Linked DNA regions of Mus musculus: region 1 is linked to region 2. The links are chromatin contacts, called in public Hi-C maps. All regions are on one chromosome and are shown on one strand. Each heading gives the region's core, a stretch centred on a gene start, on an enhancer-like site or on the middle of the called end of the contact. The rest is flanking DNA. Distances are from core to core; before and after follow the strand shown. Region 1 has its middle 100 kb from the start of Gm52614. Region 2 holds the start of Plppr5 (phospholipid phosphatase related 5).

Region 1 (4,444 bases), core at 1,645-4,144, 180 kb before region 2:
TGTACTCATTCTTTTCCCAATCTGTGATGGTTCAAACCATGTATTATAGCTTAGTTTACACAGGACTTTCCTAAATGTTCTCAGAATATTTCTCCTAATGTGAGGTTAAAGTTATTAATAGTAGGAATTGATACCAATCAATATAGAAGAGAATAAGTTGCTTTCCATTTAAAGTTCCAGTAAGGCTCTGGGAAGACATTTGTGGTGTCTGTGTCATGTTATTTGTATATACTTTAAAAATCAAAATATAACTCTGACCCTATTGAGTAGGCACCATGAGCCATGTCTATCTCCCGAACAGACAGTTATGAACAAGATGTTATTGTCTCCAAAGGATATAGACAATGACTACATTATTTCTTTGAAAAAAGAAAACAAATATCAGGAACCTGGAACAAACCAAATCCTTGTTGAGCTGGAATTAAAATCTAGACCATTTCCAATCCTCTGCTTTGAGTTTATCACTGTCTCTTGTGAGTTCAGAATCTCAGTTTAGCTTCTGTTTGCATTTTCTAGTCACCAAGAATGTGAATCTTGTATAGTTTTTTAATCCAACGTGAAGGTATTTTCATCCAATGTGATGGTTCTCTTCATAAATAATCATCGAAGGTGGAGTCTTAAGTTATTGCAAACTGCTCCTTTCTGGTGACCAGAGATGGTTCACACATGGAAACTATTAATCAAACAGCAAGTATCATTTCATTATTGAGAAGCCAAAAGTCTGAAATGGGTGTAAAATCTTATCATTTGTTCACTGTGTTTGCCCACTTCTTTGAGATTCCAGAGGCTAGTCTTTACATAAGTGCCTTCTGAGTGATATACTTCATTTCTAAGAATTCAGGACTGTACTCCCTCTGCTCCAAGGGTGGCATTTTGGTTTACAGACGTGTTGAGAAAGCTCTGCTTCTGCAAATTCATACTGGTAGGAGACATGAATATTTCAAGATCATATTCAGATTGTCTTCGGGGGAAATTGTAATCTGGATCCCACAGCTGTTGCTAAGTGAACCAGTGGGGTTGTTTTTCCTTTAGCTAAACCAGTAGGGGGTTCCCAAAACCTGTCTCTACTGCTAGATACTCTCTGCATTTTTATTACTCTCTATAACTTCAACAACTGTGTTTGCAAATGCATGGTTTTTAAAATCCACTTATAAATTATTTATGTCTTCATCAACTAGGAATCATGCTTATTCATAGATTCTGTGGGGGAAAATAAAGAGTATTTGGACAGTACTAGCTTTTTAAAATAATTTTGCAAGAGACAATGTTAAGAAGGCTAACTTTTCTAAATAGTGTTAGAGGGTCTAGGATGGTTTCATAAAATGCACTGTGCAAACATGCTCCCAAATGTTAGAACAGGATCCCTGTTTTAACCTGCCTCACTTTTTTTGTGTGATGCTCCTTTAACACTTGAATCTAGACCTCAAGGCTGACAGGTCCTATGGCTGTGAGGAGTTGTGAGCTATGGAAGGCAGAACGCATCATATTTTAAGGGAGATAATTTTCTAAAATTGGACAGGCAATGAAGAACAAATATTTAGTGCCAAATAACCACTACGTACCTGTTAACAAAACACTTATTTGCATATAGTAGGGTCTGCAAATATTTGACAGTCTCTTGGTATTTGGGGGTTTTGTTTTAAGGAATTCTCGTGATTTGTTTGTTTATAATACTTTTGAATGACACATGAGCATGGAGGTATATTAGCAATATACTGGTATATGTTATAAGTATACCTGCCAGCCACTTTAATTTTCATAGTACTTGCTTTAGGAAGAGATAGACACATGAAGCATTGCCCTAATGATAGTCTCAATATAAGCTGAGAAGAGACATTGGACTTTTCAGCTATAGTCTTATCATTTTGACCTATTTGGTAAACGTACTGCTTTGTGTGTGTGTGTGTTCGTGTGTGTGTGTGTGTGTGTGTGTGTGTGTGTGTGTGTGTGTGTGTTCGTGTGTGTGTGTGTGTGTGTTCGTGTGTGTGTGTGTGTGTGTGTGTGTGTTCGTGTGTGTGTGTGTGTGTTCGTGTGTGTGTGTGTGTGTGTGTGTGTGTGTGTGTGTGTAGGTCAAACGTCAATGTCAGGTGCCTTATTCTCTATCTTTGCAGCTTATTTTTTGAAAACAATCTTGTACTAAACCAGAAGCTCACTGATCGGCTAAGCTAACTAAGCGCCAAGCCTCGGGTGTCCTTCTTCCTCCGGCGTCCTAATGATAGGCTCCCTGGAGCACGTTATAATCCTTGGCTTTGTACATGGGTGCTGGGGATGTGGACTCAGGTCTCAGTGCTCGCACCACAGCACTTTATCAAGTAAACCTTCTCCACCCGTAGTTCTGATGACTTCTCATTGCTAAAATGCACGTTGCTTTACCCTTCTGTTGAATAATGGCACAAGAATGAATTCCTGGTTAAAACTTCCCTGTGCTCTAAAAGGTTGTGTTCTATGCTTTTAAGTACTCAGAGTAGAGCTCGTGGAAGAAAATGAATCATTTATTTCAGTAGCAATGTCTTTTCTCTGTCGAGCTCTGAATGGTTTTTTGTTGTTGTTGGTGGTGGTGGTGGTGGTTTTGTGTGTGTGTGTGTGTGTGTGAAGAGGATGTAGAAGAGCAGCTTGGAGAGTGTGGCAGTCATTATATGCTCTACAAAGGCTACAATATTGTGGACCTATGTAGCAATATCCCCAATATTTCTGGTGTTTTAATTCAGATTAGACTGGGCTCTTATCAGCTTAATAACAGACTGAATGTAACTGCAATAGCACACACTGTAACATCTTATCCAGAGCATCTTATCTCTTCTCAGCCTGCAATAAGACAGGGACAGGACTCCATGCAAACCTTAATCACAGGGCGGATGAACCAGCAGCAAATGGATGTTCTGCTGTGAGATGTTCTGTTCCGGAGAAAGATGCAATCAGCTCAAGCTGCTTCGGAGTAATGTTTCAGATTGCGGTCTTGTAAACAGGCCTGAAAATAGCCAGGCTTTTTTTTTCCCCCTAAGACTGTAAATTCCTGTAATTAAGATATGCTTCAAAAATTAACCCTAAAAGAATAAGGCTTGGTGGATGGAATGGCTTTCTGTGCTGAATTGCTAGTGGGAGGAACAGAGCACTCTGTTCTCAGGAGGAAGCAGGTTATTAGAGCAACCGCATCTAAATGCTGTGTGTCAGAAATGAGAGGAAAATGGAGTTTCCTTGGTGCTGAAAAACCATATAATTATCTGGGACAACAAGCATTGATACTTATTGTAGTGGGATGCAAGGAAAATACTGAAAAACAAGACTCCTGGTGTCTCTGCTCCACATCTGCCCAATTAATTTGGGGGTAATTTTATCATTTTAATCTACATGAAGCTCCTCCCGGTTGCAAGAGTGCCCCAGTGTATTCCAGATGTCAGGCCTTTAATGGGGCCTCTGAACTTCAGGGTGGGTTTGAATGCAGGTGTTTAATGCCTGCCAGACCTCTAGACAAATCCACAAGGGAATGATTCCTGGTTTGCAAGAGATGCAGAAGACTCCAGCCTCAGTAAATGTTAAGGTTAACTCCAGCCACTAGGAGGAGCTGGGAGCTCCTCCAGCCACCGCTTTACATGATTCACCTGAGGATGGTCTGGGAAAAGAAACAAATTGAAGTACTGGGAGGTTGAGGAATTAGAACTCTGGAAGACAGGATTAAGCTTGTGACAGGTAGGGCCAGTGATAGTGTCCATTGCTTAACAGGGGATGGCTAGACTCTAGGGATTAGCGTGGGACAAAATAACAAATTTCTACTAAGTTTTGTTTTCCACACCTTTGGCGTTAAAATAGCATCAGTAATTGTTCTAAAGCTTTATGAAAATAGAGACAAAATAATCCACAACGCTTGGCTTCATACACGGGTGCTGGAAATTTGAGCTGAGGTCCCTGATGCTTGCCCTACAGAACTTTATCAAGTGAATCTTCTCCTCCCTCTAGTTCCAACTGTCCCTAAGTCATGTTGCTTTGCCTCTCTCTTGACTAATGACATGAGAATGAACTCATAGTTTAAAAAAGTTAGCTTCATGCCTAGCATAACATTTAAAACTGTCCTATATGTGTATGTGTGTGCATAATTGTGTGCTTATGTGTGTGCAACATAAAGAAGTTCAAATTATTGACGTATCAGATTATATGTGTGTGTGTATGTGTGTATAGGTATATGTGTATGTATATATGTATAAGCTGAAATTCTTTTAGTTGCATACTCTGTCTCTTATCATCCCCTACTGCACGCCTTCCAGGAATTAGACCTCTGGTTTTGATTCTTGGACTTTGCTTTTCCTTAGAGAAGTGGTTCAGTCAAATGTTTGAAGCACGGGTCTAGAGATTTACAGTCCCATCTCACAGTCCAAATTCTCACATTTACAATGCTGTGACCTTGGTAAATTTCCTTAACTTCATCACACTCCATCTGCATAATCTCTTG
Region 2 (4,742 bases), core at 834-3,333:
GTTTTGTGGTAAGAACTTTTCATTTTGAAATTTCTTAAATCACTTCCCTGACTAGGGGAGAAAAGACTTTTAAGAATGAATGAAGCCGATACACTTATCGGGATTCCCCAGTTCAGCTATGGAAAATAAAAGCCCAAGTTCCCTTGCCTTCCCTTTCATTCTCTAACTTCACTTCCTATTCCTTCTGTGGTGAGTGGGAGAGAGGGAAGAAAGAAAGAAGATGGAGCATCATGGGAAGGGAACCTCAGATATTTTGTCAATGTAAAGGAACCGTAGTGAGGTTGGTCTCCAAAGAAACATCACTCATCTGCCACCAAGAAACAAAACAAAACAAAAAACAAAACAAAACAAAACAAAATCTTTGGATTGTGTTCATATATGTATATTGTGATGTAATTATTAGCTCAAGAGTTACATCCCCTGTGTGTGAGACCATTCTATATAGTCTTACATAGTCTTGTCATGTCTCTGTCTCTTTCTCTGCCTCTCCCTCTCTCCCTCTCTCTGTCTTTCTGTCTCTCTCTTTGTCTCTGCCTCTCTGTTTCTCCCTGTCTCACCACACATGCACACACACACACACACACACACACACACACACACACACACACACTAGGAAAGGAGAGAGTGAGAGAGAGAGGCAGAAAGACCTACAGGCAGAGAAGAGGGAGGAGAGAAACTTTAAATCCAGCGAGGAAGAGAGGACGTGCTAGTGCTAGTGCTAGTGTAGTCCAAGGAGAGGATAGCCTTTAAATAAATCTAAAGTGCTCTTGTGCTGCAGGTTCCTCTGCTCCTGCTTTTCAGCAAAGTCCTGTTGCTGAGGCTTCTTCTTTTACAGATGCCCAAAGACATTTTTAGATACTTGTGAGCCGATCTTCGGCCTAATGCATCAGACTCTTTTCATCAGGAAGGAAAGGAGGCAGATAAAACAGGAGCATGTACCCCAGCCTCAGCTGACTGGGGTCACTTCCCCATCCCAGCATCTGATTCCTTTACCCCACCCCAAGCTGCTGCTTCCCTTCCTACCAAAATTCAGAACCAAGACCCGTTAGACAGGACCACAGAAGGGACCAAGTCTATTTGTTTCAGAGGCTCACTCCCTTCCTATCTCTGCCACCCACCCTACACCTTCTGCAGGTCTATTCCCCGTCTTTGAGCCACCCAGCCTGCAGGCTCAAGCAGAGGGTGCAGGGGTGGTTTGGAGAGACAGGGGTGCTTTCTTCTCACCCACCCCCATGCTCCCCAGAAGAATGTCCTCTGGGGGAAGAGGACTGCCACCAAGTTAGAGGAACTTAGATGGTGAAGGCTGGTATTGCCTGGTCCTCCCGGCTGAGTCTCAACCTGCTGAAGGCAAGAGAGGGCTAGCAGCCCGGAGCTTACCACAAGCACCGGGACGCCAGCGGCCAGCGAGTAGAGGAGCACCGGGGGCACCGCGCTGCTGTCCTCTGGGCCCGGGTAGGGCTTACGGTAGGCGCTGTCGTGGCAGAAGAATCCCTGCACGTTCACAGTGAACGTGTCTGTGTATTCGAAGTAGTAAGCCAGCATCACCGTCCCTGCCATGATCACCATCTGGAAATAGAGCATGCTGCTGATGAGCGCCACGGGCAGCAGGGGCATGCACGCCTCCTGGCCAAGCCGAGCCGAGCGGGCGGTCGACGCGCCACAGGCCCCCTCCGGGCTCCGCCGAGGCACAGCCACCGGGGGCGCGGCGGCGGGGGCGGCGGCAGGCCGAGGTGGCGCGAGGCGGAGGCTGGCAGCCGCCGAGGCAGAGGCGGAGGATGCGACTGGGCTTCGGGATGCGCGGGCAGGATGCAGAGGAGGAGGCTACCCCCGGACGAGTCCCATCTGCCCTGCCCGCCCCCTGCCCGCTGCAAGCGCCGCCTGCCCGGCCGCGGGGTCGCGCGCAAGGGCGGGGAGTCCCCAGCCCCAGCTCGGGAGCATCCGCGACACCGCGGCACTGTGGTCAAGCCCTCGGACCGGCCCGAGGCAAGCGGCGTCGGTGGCACCTCGTCCCCTCGGAGGGCGGGCGGATGTTGTATAGCTGGAGCAGCTGCCTGGAGAGGGTAAAATTCCAAATCTGAAGGGGAGGGGAGGCAGCAGAGATGGAGCTTCTAGAAACTCCCTTTCGAGTCACCAGCTGGGCTGTTTCAGACCTCCCGCACAGCGCCTGGGAAGAAGGTGCGGGGACACATCTTCAGAGCGCAAAGCCCACCGGAACGCAAAGTGTCCGGGTGGCGCCGCCGAATTGCAGTCTCTGTCTCTGCTCACAGCACTGCCTGGACTCTGTGACCCCTCCAGCGCTGGAGAGCAGCCAGAGCAGTGTGGCTTCCAAGGCGATGACAGAAATTATCTCAGAGGATTTTAGATTCTGGGTGGCTTTGCCTCCCTTCCAGTTTCCCAAGGCTTTGTAAGTAAATCAACAGATTCAAGGTTCCTAGCTTTAGAGGCATCATCTTGGGCAAACCGGCTCTTTCCTGGTTGGTTCCACGTATAGCCTTTCTCATCTTCACAGTCTCCTCTGATTAGCTGCTTGGGAGATGAGGCATTGCAGATTCTTGGGACCCAGGGGTACCAGTCACCAAGGACAGGGAAAGAACTATGTGCCTCATCTTGCTATTTCCAGAGTTCAGGGAATTGCAGGGATTCCTCTGAGGTCAGAAGACCCACACAGAGTCATAGCACAAGCACACACAATGCAGTCTTACGTAGATGTCCACGCGTGTGCGTGGATATTTAAGTAGCTTAGGAGCTATATGTATGCAGAGCCCATCCTGCAATGACTCGTAAGCTCTGCACCCAAGCAATATCTTCAAGTTACCCTGACCCTGCTCACACCAGGCAGAGAAAAAAGCATGTGCAGAAGATAAGGAGAGAAAAATAACCTTAAGAGCTCTGCTCTTTTCCTTAGAATCTGGAATTACTTACCAGGATTTCTGGGATGTTCATACATCTAATAGGCTGTAACATGGTGGCTTTTGGAGGTGGGCCTTTATCAACAAGAAAATACAACATAAACCCAAAACGACAGTTTTGATTAGGCAAATCACTGATTTTGAGGATGGGATGGTAACAGCACTGAATTTCTTGAATATTAAATAGGTGTGAGATGGGCCACCATGTAATCAAGAATATCATTTAACAACTAATTATTTCAGAGCACTCTTAGTGATGTGTGTGGCAGGCAACTTTGGCCGGTAGAAGTAATGTATGTGAGTGAGCTACCACTGTATGAAAATGTGGCCACTCGAAAGATTCAGGATGTAAGACTTCAGGAACTAAGACTAAGAACAGGAACAAAGAGCATAGCCATGGGCAGGCAAAGACTGGGTATTTGTGAGTTATGTGGCAAATGAAAAGTGAGTGAATAGACTCTCCCGGTTCAACTTTGAGAACCCAAGGTACTTTCTGGAAAGATACAGAATATCCAATCCTGGCTCCTTTAAGATTGTTAGCAACTAGCTTCTCTGTTACTGAAGCAGCCTTCTAATGGACAAGGGTTAGAGCTGAAGTAATCGTGAGATTTTATTTTGAGGATCCTGTGTAGTTGGGGGGAGAGGGGGAGATTGAGGATTGCCTGTCTTCCAAAGAAGATATGAACATGTAAAATAGTAAATCCTTATTTCTATGTTTTTTTTCAGCAACTAACATACAAAATCCAGATATTTTCCTGAGATTTTAGAATCGTATGTAGAAAGAAAACCACAAATAAACAGAAAACCCAGGAAAGAACTTTACCTTCCATACATAGCAGGATTTGTGAACTGTGAAGAACACAAGAGGTTACACGTGGGGCTAAGTAGGGACCACTCTTGAAAATAAAGTGTTCCTCCTTTAAACAACAAAGCCCAGGTTTATATTGCCAGACTTGAGGGAGTGATGTTTGAGGAGATTCGGGACTGAAAAGTGAGATGACTTCACTCTAATGAAGAATCTTAAATATTAGCATATATATTGATGGAAATGCTCCTGAGACTAGAGCAAAAATAGAATAAGAAAAGGAGTCTAGCATGGCTGCTCTCCAAGTGGCCCGGACCAAAGATTAGTCAGACTCAGATACCTACACATAACCAATGGACAGAAGACTGGGAACCCTGTGGTTAAATTAGGGAAAGACTGGAAGAAGCTGAGGAGAAGGGCGACCCCATAGGAAAATGAGCAGTCCCAACTAACCTGGACTGCTGAGATCTCTCAGACATTGAGCCACCAACCAGGCAGCATGCACAAGCTGATATGAGGCTCCAGACACATACACAGCAGAGGACTGCCTGGTCTGGCCTCAGTGAGAGAAGATGCACCTAACTCTCCAGAGACTTGCGGTTCCTGGGAGTGGGGAGGCCTGGTGGTGTTGAGGGTAGGGGTGGCAACATCCTCTTGGAACCAGGGAAGGAGGAATGGAATAAGGAACGGTTCATGAAATTTGGTCCTTAAAAATGCTCTATAGCATTCACAGGCTGGACCAACACCCATGGCACACATGTAGATATGCAGCTCCACGAGCACCCCTCCCCCAACAATGGGAGCAAGAGCTGCCCCTCCAACTGTAGCCTGACTGTGGAACCCACTTTCCAACAGAGCTGCCTCAGTGGGAGCAGATGTGCCTAATCCTGCAGACACTTGATGCACCAGGGTAGGGGAATATCTAGGGGTCCCTTGTGGAGGGGAACTGGAAGGGGACAGCATTTGGGATGTAAACAAACAAACGAACAAATGAATAAATAAATATTATTTTAAAAATAAGTGCACTA

The links. Hi-C and Micro-C count contacts between places; a contact is called where the count stands out from the background.
Region 1: a Hi-C map of the N1E-115 cell line shows a contact between it and region 2, with 2.5 times the contacts expected there. The contact joins the enhancer-like site here to the promoter of Plppr5 in region 2. A contact is called at or near these places in 1 of 39 promoter capture datasets (hippocampal neurons), 2 of 484 Hi-C or Micro-C datasets (the N1E-115 cell line and cerebral cortex), 1 of 115 datasets of contacts at active chromatin or transcription factors (neural progenitor cells) and 2 of 9 other capture datasets (adipose tissue and liver).

Annotation. Positions count from the first base shown.
Region 1 is chr3:117,750,956-117,755,399 of GRCm38.p6, reverse strand. No RefSeq gene overlaps it. Among named protein-coding and RNA genes, the nearest start is that of Gm52614, 100 kb to the left of the region's middle. Within about 2 kb of position 2,894, at least 17 of the 459 cell types and tissues checked have an H3K27ac peak or open chromatin away from gene starts, as enhancers often do. A contact at or near this core is called in the N1E-115 cell line, where this site is marked.
Region 2 is chr3:117,572,568-117,577,309 of GRCm38.p6, reverse strand. It overlaps Plppr5 (phospholipid phosphatase related 5), which reads right to left and starts at 2,083. Exons shown (of 6, transcript NM_029425.3): 1 at 1,378-2,083. The coding sequence starts at 1,614.